Linked DNA regions of Zea mays: region 2 is linked to region 1. A link is a contact called in public Hi-C data. All regions are on one chromosome and are shown on one strand. Each heading gives the region's core, a stretch centred on a gene start, on an enhancer-like site or on the middle of the called end of the contact. The rest is flanking DNA. Distances are from core to core; before and after follow the strand shown.

Evidence for each region. Hi-C and Micro-C count contacts between places; a contact is called where the count stands out from the background.
Region 2: a contact with region 1 is called in a Hi-C map of leaf, with 9 times the contacts expected there. The contact joins the promoter of LOC103645542 here to the promoter of LOC100382366 in region 1. A contact is called at or near these places in 12 of 25 Hi-C or Micro-C datasets (bundle sheath, ear, leaf and 3 more) and 1 of 3 datasets of contacts at active chromatin or transcription factors (seedling).

The regions. Positions count from the first base shown.
Region 1 is chr1:268,596,941-268,603,729 of Zm-B73-REFERENCE-NAM-5.0, forward strand. It overlaps LOC100382366, which reads left to right and starts at 3,192. Exons shown (of 4, transcript NM_001175111.1): 1 at 3,192-3,916; 2 at 4,009-4,208. The coding sequence starts at 3,244. It overlaps LOC103645541 (phytoene synthase 3, chloroplastic-like), which reads right to left and starts at 2,111. Exons shown (of 2, transcript XM_008668577.2): 1 at 2,055-2,111; 2 at 1,765-1,991. The coding sequence starts at 2,111. The coding sequence ends at 1,794.
Region 2 is chr1:268,770,993-268,777,781 of Zm-B73-REFERENCE-NAM-5.0, forward strand. It overlaps LOC103645542 (inositol hexakisphosphate and diphosphoinositol-pentakisphosphate kinase VIP2), which reads left to right and starts at 2,632. Exons shown (of 30, transcript XM_020546872.2): 1 at 2,632-3,065; 2 at 3,360-3,419; 3 at 5,450-5,496; 4 at 5,659-5,742. The coding sequence starts at 2,997. LOC103643827 (a long non-coding RNA gene) reads left to right here. Exons shown (of 4, transcript XR_002266510.1): 4 at 1-1,073.

The sequences.
Region 1 (6,789 bases), core at 1,942-4,441:
GTATCTCAAGGATGAGTGCAGGCTTTCCTGTACTGATCGAGCCTGCATGTTTGGATCCATTGTGGCCATGTTTTGTAGTGTTGTCCTGCACATATAAACCATAATGTTCAACTATGAGAATTGTAAGCTTTATATATATATATATATATATATATATATATATATATATATATATATATATATATATATATATATATATATATATATATATATGGACATCATGGAAGATCAATTACACTGTTTTTATGCAAATTTAAAAAGTATAGATAATGGCAAACTAATTTAAACAAATGTTGTTTAACCTTCTTTTCCTGAAACATCTGAAATAGCTTCACCAGATCGTGAAGGAACAGACTGTTCATTTTTTTCAGCAACAGCATGCATAACATCCTGTGAGAACTGAGATTATGTCATAGTTGCTGTTTGGGAAGCCAGTATCTCAATGGGATCTTGAGTAGTAGCATCCTCAGTTACTTTGAAACCGCGGAATGATTTTCTCATGTCCATTAACAGGAGTAATCATGGATCAGGTCATATTTTATCATGGATTCTTTTGAGCACATTGCAGGTAGGTTGAGAGAATGTTAGGTACAGAAAAAGCAAGTCTAATGTTTCACTTTGTCTGCCTCAACCAGTAGCAATAACACGAGGAATAAACCACGTGGGTGCAAATACATCCAAACAGACATGTCGCATGACACAAGCAAATAGAGAATCCAAGCAACCTATGATTTTCTCAGACTATCTTGTAAATAGTCCTCCTTCCTAAGCAATAATACCTAATTGTTCACTCACAGAATATAGAAAGAGATAAGCAGCATACCCACGCAAATCAGGCTGTCTAATGGGTTCGTCTAAAGGATCAAAAATCAATATGCGCTTTTCTGCCTCTCCATTTAGCCGTTTGATCTCATCCTCAGCTTCTGCAATGATGAACCTTTATTAGTGCATTACTTAATGAAGATCAATGAATAAGTGTAAATGATAATTTTTGTTTTATAATCAGAGAGGACAAATAGAAATTAACAAATGTTCTGTGCATTGAACAAAAAAGTAGCAATAAAAAATTGAGCAAAAATTGTCCAGACAGGTATTTTGAGGTTAAAATCCCCTCACGAAATCCAGCAGCCTGAACTCCTGCAAGCACTTTTGATGTGTTTGGTTTGTGGAGTGATGCACAAGCTGAGCAGGTCGGAGATGGACTCCTCCTCTTTTTTCTCATACTTGAGCCATGCCCCAAAGATGAGCTTCTCGTGTATGGTGCTCACATTCTCCTACACATGCTGGAGGATCCTCCGAACAGCTTGGCCTCGCCGAGGCCACGGAAGACCTAGAACTATAGGAGGTACAGGGAGGCCTTGTCGTCAGGAGGGCGGCACTCTAGCTCCTTGTGTATCTGAGCCAGTATGCTGACATAGTCCGCGGGCTTGAAGTGCGAAAGCACAGCCGGCTCTGACATCTTCATCAAGGACTCTCTGCGACACAAACAAAACAGGATGAACATCTCAATCGGCCAACTTTGCACAGCCAAATCAACACCAGTGCCTAAAAGACTGAGTCTTGCGTGACACAATTGAAGCATAAACGAATGAGCATATGTTGACATATCAAGCCAGAAACAAGTGAAGGACTAAGAGCTTACATGGAGGAGCCGCCAGCAGCATGGCCAGAGAACTTGGAGAGCTTCTCCCACACAGGCTAGAGGATCCTCCAAACAGCTTGGCCAGAAATTTGTACATCATATCGATCATTCATTGCTTCTGTTATGTACCGACAGTGAGAGAGAGACCGGTCTATGTTAGGGTGGAATAGCGTCTCCGGCTCTCAGCCTGAGAAGAGGAGGAGGGCACCACCAGTGATCTCAGGTACGCCTTGGGCAGCGCCATCAACTTCTTCGTCTTAGGAACGTAGGCCCTCCGGGTGAAGTTGTCGTAGTCGTTGGCCTCGATCTCGTCGAGGATCTGCCGGTACAGGAGCAGAGAAGACCACACCTGTAACAGCAACAGTCACTCATCTGACCGGGTTCTGAAAACGGCTAGCGTTGTGTGTCTCACCGGCCATCGGCTCTCCTGGTTGAGCTCGGTGGCGCCTTCCTCTCGAGGGGCAGCCATGAGTGGGGCGTGGTGTGGAGCTTGGTCTCCTTGTAGGCCGACTCGGAGAAGAACAACTTCCTCGTGGCACATACCACGGTGGGGGTCCAGATCAGGACTTCACCTTCACTTGTTCCTCTTGAATCCACTCAAATCATCGCCATCCAGGGCCCCCAAATCACCCCGAATTCACAAGGAAACGCCGGGAATCAAACCCCCGCGCCAGCCACGGGTAACAGAGGAGTAAGCTGCGTCGGCTGGTATTTGGGGGGAGCGGGGCGGCAGTCGCGGATCCGAGGACAGGCACAGTGAGCGGAGGACATGAAGGTGGTGTCTCCGGAGCGAGCATGGTGGAGTCCTCGTTCCTCGGAGTTGAGGTGGGCAACCAGACCTGCGGCGACAGAGTCTGGTGAGGAGGAGGGGAGCGCACTGGCCCCAGAGGACAGGCACGAAGAGCGGGGCGCGCACGACGCGTGGGTAGTCCGCCATGGTCGTCGATGGAAGGGCACGGTGGGCGAGGATTTCGGCGTGGCGCAGGGGCGACGAAGATGCAAGGAGGATGCGCGGCGCTTCGGTAGCGATCTCATCGTTGGAAGGGCGGTTAGGGCGACGAAGACCGGGGCGTGCGCGGCGTGGTGGCGGTGGGAGAGGTTTTCGGCGCGGCGCAGTGGATGATTTCGGGGCGGGCGAGCCTGGGGCGGCAGCCGGAATCGGGGGAGGAGAGGGGAGGTCGGGGGCGACGGTTTCCAGGCGAGGCGAGAGGGTTTCGGGGCGCGATCTAGAGCGGGACCGGTGTGCGGGATCAGGGAGCGAGACTGAAACGTAGGATCGGACGGCTGGGATTACAGAATGGTAGAACGGATGGTTGAGATCGTAGAACGGCAGAACATCAGACTACATTTACTGTCTTAATAAATAGTATAGATATAGATTCAGTGACCGGATATTTAAAAGTATTAATTTATACTATTTAAAATTGAATAGTTAGGGCCTGTAGATCCCTCAAATCCCTAACCGACCCGCGACCCCGACCCGATTGCCGTACCTCCTTCCGTGTGGCATATAAATCCGACGCGCCGACGCCTCGATTCCTCGCCTCCCCGAGAGCCCCCGTTTCTGTCACAAATCGCCACTAAAACCCTAGCCTTCCGCCATGGCCACCTCCCCTGCCGCCTCGTCCTCCTCCGCTCCGACCGCCTCCGCGGTGGCTGCGGCTACGATGGCTGTTGAGGCCACCGACGGGCCGGTGCTCAGCGTAGTATCGAAGCGTCTCCGCGCACTGCGGAAGAAGTACAACCGAATCACGCAGATGGAGGAGTCGCTCGCCGCCGGCAAGACGCTCAACCGAGAGCAGGAGGAGGTTCTCCGCTCCAAGCCCGTCGTCGCCGCTCTGATCGACGAGCTCGAGCGCCTCCGCCCTCCGCTCGCCTCCGCCCTCGCGGAGGAGCTCTCCTCCCGCCCCGCCCCCGCCCCCTCCGCCGCTTCCTCCTCCGACTCAGATTCGTCAGTCCAGGACTTGCTTGCGCTCGTCTACTTCGGCTCCCTCTTTGACGTCAAGCAGCAAAGCGACTTCGTCTCTTTGGTTTACACGCGCGAACTCGAGCGGAGCAGCTGCCTCACTTATGACTACGTCGGGGATGATCCGGAGGACAGTCTCGCGGAGACCGATCTGAACGCGGTTTCTGCCCTTGCCTCCCTCGCCGCGTTGCGCCCTCCTGCTGCAGCCGGAGTCTCGCACCGTGACGCCCTTCAGGCTTGTGCTCATCACGCCCGCCTCTGGCTCTGCCGTGCGGATGAACCCATCCATCCTGACTCCACCATCACATGTGGGTATTTCTACAGGGCGTGCGCTTGATTTTGTTTTGAGATGGTATGGTAGTGTGACATAAACTTAATCTGCATTTCCTTTTGGCTGTAGATGCTGGGGTGAGGGCAAAGCTGGATAGGATCATGGCATCGGGCTACTTCACAGCGCAGCTAGAAATGAGGACACCATTGGATCTGGCTGCTGCAGTGGCAAGTTTTGGAGCTGGAGGTGTGCAGGTGCAAGAGAGCATGGTTGTGTCACCTCAGGCACCGGAAGCAGTGGAGGAGAGCCAGGCTGTTGAAGGACACAAGGTGAAATCATACTTTTATTTTGCTTTCGTCAATGTTTGGCTGGCTTTCGTAATATTTGGGTTTAGGTTATCAAAACATCACATGAATATACTACCTCAATTCCAAATTATAAGACCTTTTACCTTTCCTTGTTACATAGCTTTTACTATGCACTTACATATACAATATGTCTAGATACAAAGTAAACAAAGTCAAACATCTCATAATTTGGAATGAAGGGAGTACATCTCTGTGCTCTTTTCCAAACGATTTGTTACTTTGATGTTTTGGAAATAGTAATGCGTTGAATGGAAAATTAGTTTGTGTGCTTGTCTCATTTGTTCTTTTTTTGTGTGCTGAGTAAGAAATGATTTCAGAATCAAACAATATCATGGTTATTAAAGCGGTAAAACGATAAAACGTTAGGAACCACCATTTCAACATTTAAACGCTGAAATGTCTTTTCAGACTTGACGTAAAACGACACGGTAGAATATGTTCATACTCATAAGTTGAGTATTTAAACAAATAACATAAAAAGGAAACAGATCAAGTTCAACCACACAAGTCTACGCAACCAATGATTTCAAGTCGCCTGGTCGCCTGGTCGATCCCTGGGACTGACCAGGCGACTAGTCGCGATTAGGCGACGACTAGGGCGATTAGTCGACTCCTAGTCGGTCCTAGTCGTTCCCTGGTCGTCCTAGTCTAGTAGTTATACTTATATAGCTATATATATAAATGTACATGTATACAACTACATTATATAAATTAGAAAGTCACTACTTAGCACAGGCTTAGGATTAGGGCAGCCAGCAACCATCCACTAATTTGGCAGAACTGCGGAGAAGGGGGAGATGGGGGGAGAGCAGGAGGAACCTTGAGATGACGAGCTCATCTCCTCAATGGTGCAGGTCTGCTGGAGCTTGGGAAGGGGCAGGGTGGAGACTACAGTTGGTGAACCTTAAGACATTCGCCGCATGTGGAGACTGCAGCAGGCGAGCATGAGAAGGGGCAGGGTGGTGTAGCCGCTGATGATGTAGCCGTCGGTGAGCTGTAGGTCTGAAGGGGCAGCCACCGGCGACCAAGTGTGAATAAGGGCTGGAACAGTCGAGCTAGCAAGAGAGGAGAGTAGGAGACGTAGTGCACTGTTTGACGGCTAGGTATTACATTGGAGAGGAGAGGGTAGTCTAAAGTATACTGTAGATGGGTTGAAAATGGCCCAATAACAAAACCCTAGCCAGGACGACCAGGAAACAGTAATCGGGCGATTAGTTGCCCTAATCGGCGATTAGTCGGACGACCAGGACGACCAGCCTATCTAGTCGAGTCGTCCATCTAATCGAGCCCAAATCGCAACTATGTAACATGCAAGCTAGACCTTGCATCTAGGATCAGTAACCATCATCCTACTCATCAATATCAAGAGCATGAACATCCCTGGAAGTCTGGAACCTGATGGTTGCAGCTATTGACGGCGTTGGCTGCTAGAGGAGCTGGCGGGCAGTGTGCTGGCGTTAGAGGCGGCCGGCGCTGGAGGAGGGAGAGGGGAGGGGGCGCTCGGGCGCTGGAGGAGGTGGTCTGCGGTTGGCGCTATTGGGGAGTGTCGTGGAGGTGGCGGACCTGGCAGTGCTGGAGGATGGAGGGTGCAGAGGAGAAGAGGGAGGCACGAGGCGGTGGACGGGCAGAGCTGGCGGCGCTGGAGGAGGGAGGCGAGCGACGGCGTAGCAGGAGCTGGACGAGAGGAGGAGGCGGGCTACGCTGCACAGGTAAGAGGCTGTCTTGACCTAGTTTTTTGGGGCCTTTGAGAGGCCAACAACATAAAACGTCTGAAACACACCTAAAACGTTTAAACGACGCAAAATGACGTTTAAACGTGTTTAATGGACGTTATACGCGATTTGTTTAAAACGTTCAGACATTCTACCCTGTAATCACGTTTTATCGTTAAACGACGCTTAAACGGCGTTTAAGCGTCATTTTAAAAACCTCGAACAATATGTTGATTTTAGAGTATTACAAATCTGTATTCTGTGGTGGAACTAAGACCAGGTCTTTTTGTTTTTTGGGGTGTTCATATCATTAATGGGGTACCATGTCAGTGTTTTTGTTTCATGCATCCTGGATGGCTGGATCTTAGTGCTGAATTAGACTTGTATTGTAAGACATTGATGTTACTTTTTGTATTGTTCTAGTGACAGGAAGCTAGTTCCTTTTACATTATATCTTGTCATGGAACAAAACATACCATTACTTGTTTTGTTTAATACAATGATTTTATGATTTTCAATGGTCTTGCTGATAACACTGGCTATTGTTGATTTTAACCTTTTACTGTATTCTCTCCGTCCCTGAAAGAATGACATTCTAGATTTTCTTTAATTATACTATCTTAAGTTTGACCAAGAATGCCTATTTTTCTTAGTAAATAAGAGTCAACAGATTCATCATGAAATGTAGTTCTATGATGGACCTATATTAGTGTCCTAAATTTTGATAAGCTTCCTATAAACTTGGTCAAAGTTAAAATAGTTGGACTTCAGACAAACTGGTGTCATTCTTTTTTGGAATGAGGGAGTATCTTGGATATTGTTTTGTATCA
Region 2 (6,789 bases), core at 1,382-3,881, 170 kb after region 1:
TTGAACAATGAATTATTTGCCCTATTAATCTTTTGGGGCATACTTAAAATGATAATACTATGCGAATATATATGATATCTATCTTTTGGTCAATAAATATGCTGCTTAGCATATGTTTTCAAGTGCAGTAGCAGATCCAGAAATCATTAAATTACAGCTTGAATTTCTTTGATATGAAAAAATTCACCTCGAATACAAATGTCCACAGGATACAGGAAGCTCCTTACAATACTACTAACCTCATTTCTGTACATGATCCCCAGACCTCAGTTTTTTTTTCCATCACAACTGTTCTGGGAGATAGGTGCATCCACATCCTGGACTGGCTGGATCCATCCTCCAGGAAATCCTGCTATGTGTTGAAGACCGAATTTTTTGTAAACTACTACTACTACTACCGTTTGGCACTGCAGACCCTTTTGTTATTTGTGGTCACGGATGAAAGTTGAGATCCCTGGAGCAAGGTCTCATGTGGAGATCCCCCTTATTCATCAGTTATTCTGTGAACTCATGCATGGCAGAACGCCATGCTGATTTTGTGACATGAACATAATGGTTACGGACGAAATAAGCACTATGGTATGGTTGACGCAAGAGCTACATTCGCTTTATGTGACTTTGCCTGTTTGTCTGAACTTGCATTGTTGTCGTTGATTTCGGCCTGTTTATCGAGGCAGTCTTGTTACTTTTTGACAGACCCTAATGTTTTTGGTTTGTTTGTTGACAGATTCCAAAAACTAGATTACCGAAACAATATGAGTGGATGAATATGCAGGAGAGTCAGAGCTTCTACTATGGCTTCTGCTAAGGCTGGAGCTTTTACGTACAGGGGAGCCACTACTTATATTGAAGATAGGGGTAAAAATGTATTATGAAATGAGGACTTGTTGCAGGAGCAATAGAAGCTCGAGCCATTCGTGCAGGTGCCTCCAATCTGCAGCAGGCTGTGGAATCAAGGTGAGATAATTTTCAGCTTTATTTGTAATAGTCTTGCTCAGATTCGGTAGTTCATATGCTTCGTTCCTCTATGAGTTGTCTTTATGATAAATATAAAAGAGCAGCCTTTTCATCTATTTGTTCATAAAAGGCACATTGGTTTAACATGGTAGTGTGAAGGTTTTGCTGCTAGCAATTGTTTTTAGTCCTGGTTGTAACTGCATTAGTTTAAGTCTATTGTCAATGATTCCTGTAACTATAAGGGTACGCTTCATGGGCCCGCGTTGTATCCCGTTTTGGAACTTTATCGTTCTTATTATTAAATTCAAAGGTGTATACAATCAAAGAAATGTCTGTGGTCATGGGTTTTAAGTCCCCAGTCTCCTTAGAATCTAAGACAACAGAGATGCATTTGTTTAGTGGATGATATCAAAGCATGGGCATTTGACCACAGAGAAATACACTATAGATATGCATTTACTTTCTTCCCAGCGAGCAGATGTAGAATGAGCATGGCATTGTACCAGAGATGAGTCATTACGAATTTACTGTCTTTTTAAGAGTCAAACAGTTGGGCGCCACTATTTCCAGTTCATAAAATAAAAAGGATGTCATCTTGTCCTGTTCAGTGTATCTGTGAATTCACATCTCCTTCATGCTTCAAATGCTGGTTTTGTAGACAAAGGGAAGAGGTACTATGAGCATATGTAGAATGAGCATGGCATTGTACCAAAGATGAGTCATTACGAATTTACTGTCTTTTTAAGAGTCAAACAGTTGGGCGCCACTATTTCCAGTTCATAAAATAAAAAGGATGTCATCTTGTCCTGTTCAGTGTATCTGTGAATTCGCATCTCCTTCATGCTTCAAATGTCTATCTATTTGTTCGCCTGTTAATTCGAGATGGATTTGAGATTGTGAGTGTATATTCATATGCTATTTTGTGAGGGATGCACACTCTAAACAATACTAACAACCTGGAATTCGATATTACCACCATGATGTCATATTTGGTACCCATCTATAGACTTTGTTTGCATTGGTAGAACAAAGAAGGTAGCGATAATTACATCCGAAAGCCTATTTCTGTGATTGTGTGCCGTCGCAACGCACGGGCACCTAACTAGTGAAAGCATGAAAAATATAGATGAAGTGTTTAACATATAGCCTATGCTAACACTATGATCTCTAGAAGGGTTAATGACGGCGGCGATGCAGGAGGACAGGTTGAAAGCGGCGAGGATGCAAGGGAGGGGAGAGAGAGAGGCTGGTGGTGGCGGGGTCATGGGGAAGAGATGAGAAATGATCTAACTACCGCCATTTTAAAATAGTTAACGTTGTGCAGTTCATTTTTAACTAAAAAGCCTCAATTAAAGAAAAATGGAGAGAGTATTGTTTATTGAAATTGAGGAGCAAGGGAGATGAGATTATCTAACATTTTTTGAACCTTTAATTTTATTAATATGTTAAATTATTGTGTAATTTATTTGGTGGATTTAATGGATGGGTAAGTTTTGTAAAATTTAAAGTGACGAATTATTTAGAGGGTTTTGGTTTCTGTATTTAGTAATCTATTGATGAAAATAAAATAAAATAGATGACAAAAATTAGTCCTTAGAAATTCATTTGATAAAACTGATGCTGTTATCGGGAACGCGTGCTATTTCCTGATCTCAAACTTGATGTTTCGTGGATTCTTCCAACTGCAACCCCGGTCGGCACATACAGCCCCAGCGCCCAGCCCACACTGGAGCCGATAAGAACCGCTCCACATCTGCCGTCGCGCCGCTCGAAGCCGCTCGGCGCCCGCCCATCGCATCGCACTCGCACGAGACGAGACCGCCAATCCCGTACCCTGACCCGAACGCCGCCGCAGCTAAGAGGAGAGGGAGAGTTGTGTGCAACACGCACGCCTCTCGCCGCCTCCCCTTCCCGAACTCCCCCGACCAAACGCCTCTTATCCTCCCGGCATCAAAATCGTGGGAAATCTCGTCGGATTCGCGTGCGCGGGCTGTGGGACAGATCGGGGGCGGAGGAGGCCAGGACAGGGGCGGGCCGCAATGGTGGTGATGGAGGGTAATGGCGGCGCCGGTAGGATCACCATTGGCGTCTGTGTCATGGAGAAGAAGGTCGGGATCTTGACTCTCTGGTTTCTTGAGTTTTTTTTTCTCTCGTTTTCTTCTCCTTGGTGGTTCACGGATTCTCGCGAACACATGGATGCTAGATGCTGTCTTGTCTTCCTGATTATTGATCCATTCGCGTTCTTGCTCTTCCAGCGCGTGCGTCTCGATTTCCAGCGCGTACGTCTCGATTGGCCGGCTCTTGCTCCTGGATTTCTCAAAGAATGCGGGATGCGGGAGCTTCGTTATTGCCTCCGGAACATGTCCTCGTCTGATCAAGTTCTCAATTCTTCTTTTCTTCAGGCGTTCTCTTCTCCAATGGAGCAGATTCTCGAGCGGCTCCGCGCGTTTGGAGAATTCGAGGTGTGCAAGAGTCTTCCTTTTGCCCCGTCCACCTTGCATTTCCCTTTCCTTGTTACATTAATTTGCAAAAAAAGGTGGGAAACCCGCGCGAGATTGAAGTTTGCATGTGGCATGAGTAGATGGGTGGATGTCGTCGAGTTGAACGTGATCTTACGTTCCTTCTGAATTTTTTCTAATGCGAGACACCCGTGAATCTTCCTGGATACCAATTTATTCTGCATCTTTTCGGATACTGTGTGGTCCCTATCAAAATGGTCGCTTTTCTCGGTTGCACCCAGTATTCCTGGATATGGCATATATATCCCTGATTATGTACTTCCTTTTGGAGGATTAAATGGTTGCTAACTTGATTCTTGCCTTCTTGGTATATTTTTTGGAGGACTAGTATGTTCTGTTAACTTGCTTTACTGATAGTTTAAGCACCGCCATGAATTAAATTAGAAGTTTTGCACTTGAGTGGTCGACATTCTCATTCTCATGATATTATATGCCCAACGTTGACTCGTTGTACCGTAAGCTGTGCATGTGGACCAGTATTGTTCATAGGATGTGTAGAGCGTGATAAGATTTTCAACCTTTCGAAAAGGATTACACATTAGATTTGGTCTACTGCATATGCATATACTATTAAGAGCCTGTTTGGTAAAGCTCCACCGCTGAAAAGTGATTCTTGATCTGGTATTCACCGAGCAGCTCTACGGTGGATTTGACATCCACCCTAATCTATCAGAGAATTGTTTGGCTAATGCAGCAGCTCCAGATTTACACAAAAGCAATTTAGTGGGAATTACCTATTTTGTCCTTAAAATAGGCTCCACGTGTCAGTGTCTCATGTGCTTTCTTCCTCCTCCGATCGAAAAGTAGAGAACACGTGTGGCTGGGCGCAACCACGACACGTGGCCATGATGCGCAGGATACAGCCACAACGCGACCATGGCCGGTGAGGCGGACGAATGGGGCGGGTCAATGGGTGGGCGCGAGCGGGGCTAGCGTGGGGCGTGGCCTGGGTAGGAGTGGGCTGGGGCAGGTGCAGCCGATGGGGCCGGGGCACAACCAAAACACGTGGCCAGACGATGCCGGGGGCAGCCACGGCGTGGCCATGGCTGGCGAGGTGGCCGACCAGGGTGGGCCCGGTGTGGGGGCGCGACTGAGGCAGAAGCGGGCTGGGGCGGGCACAAAGGAAGAAGAAAAGGCGATGGAGGAAGAAGTAAAAACGAAACGAACTGGTACACGTGTAATAGGTGTGAAGGTAAATTTTTCCAACTCCGCCAAACTTGAGTTGGTGGAGCACCCCTTGAGGAGCTCCACCAAAATGATGAATCTGGTCTCGAGATCCACAGGTTTGGTCTCGAGATCCACCATTTTGGTGAATTTGGATTTGGTGGTTTTACAACGTTCGAGATTTTTTGTCAAAGTATAGCTGTTTTTGGTGAATTTGGAGCTGGTGGAGCTCTACCGAACAGGTTCTAAATCTCTTAGGTGCTAATTCCTCTGACTTCCAGGGGTGACCACTGGTCACCTGGTGTTCCCCATTCATCAACGACTGTCTTGTATGAAAAATATGCCGACTTCGTTTGATTTTGGTATCCAATCTTTGACACATGGTTCATTTCTTCATTCATGGATTGTTATACTACCTATGTATATCTCAGTGCTTGGGAAGGTTTACATCATCATTACTGCTACTGTCGATTCATACTTCTGCTTAGGTGCTCCAGGTCTTCACACCGTAGGTTTTATGTGTATACTTTAATCTTAATTGTCTCTGGCCACTATATATTTTATATCTAATGATTCAAAATTCTCTTCTCTCTTCTTGCTTTGTTCATATTTCCATAATCGAACTTGTAGTCTATGATGTATTATCTAAGCTTGACTAACTTTGACTATATATTTTTCTGTCTATAATAATTCCAAATACGTTCAATGATCTTCATTTTATTATTTGAATGATGTTGAACTTCCTGTTGGGGGGTATAGAGAAACATTCAGACCAGCTGTCATTCTTCATTATTTAACTTATTTTGCAGATTATAATATTTGGAGATAAAGTTATTCTCGACGATCCTATTGAGATGTATGTAATGAGAACTCAGGTTATTGATAACAATCATAATTCTTTTGTGCATAGGTTTATCTACATTCTTTGTGCAACAGTCTTGACCTAAGGCTATGCATGTACTGTTGTCTTACTGAGTTTAGGAATTGGGAATAGCATCTTACACCATTTTGCTTTCAGTTGGCCAAACTGTGATTGCTTGATTGCCTTCTATTCCTCTGGTTTTCCTCTGCAAAAGGTTCAAGCATATGCTGCTTTGAGAAGGTATATTTTTTATTCTCTATTTCTTTATATATCTCTTTCAAATGGTAACTATTCTTGTAAGCACGTCTCCATTTTCTTAATAATGTCTTAATGCTGAGGGAGAGGGATGTAGGGGCATCAACATTTATTTGTTTGCTTTGCAAGTTTCTAACAACCTCATCCTTCGAGTGGCTTATTTGTATTCAGTCTGCTTATCTGTTTTCATATAAGAAGCTTAATAAAGGAATAAAAGAAAGAGACTCATGTTGCTTAGTGTTGGGGCACAATTTGTAGTAGCTTTTTCCTTAGGAATGCAACCACCTCTGGGAAAGCAGTACTATTTAGGAGGGCAACTATTAATATTTGGGGAGACAACTTATGCGCCTTTATGGGCACAATAGTTACCAGTTTAGAAACGCAACTGTTAGTTGAGTGGATACTTTATGTTTGGGCTAGTAACCCTACAACTTTTGCCAATTGGCTGCGTCCCTCACCAAGTGATAATTGCTTCTCAACACCTCATTGTTCCCCTAACCAGCAATGCAACTGACTATTGCCGATTCTCTAGTTGCAGAGATAATGACTAACGACTAAGGTGATCAAGTTTGTTACCTTGCCAATTTGTCATTGTATGATTAAAGATGGTTCTCAGTTTGTCACACTAAACACCCCCGGATGGTGCAATTGAACTGAGTCAATGCCCATGCGAAGAAGTGAGATTGGGTGGTGAACGTGTCAGACTTACGAGGGGGTGGGTGGGTGGGGAGGTCCACAGGTAGTGAGAGAAGCCATCCAGGATGGCCAGATAGTACTGGTAACCGAAAATGCTCGGTGCCAGGGATGTCCAAAGGTCATAGTGGACGATATCAAAGGGGCGAGCAGTTCTGGACATGGAAGAGGGGAAGGGTAAGCGAGTATGGTTGACAAGCATGGCAAGGCGACACAGCATCCGCGGGGGCAGGGGATGGCCGAGGTGCCCGAGAGTCTGGAGAGGACGTCGTGACCGGGGTGGCTAAGACGACAATGCCAAGTGGAGGTAGAGGCAGCAGCGACGTGGGCGTAGGGCGT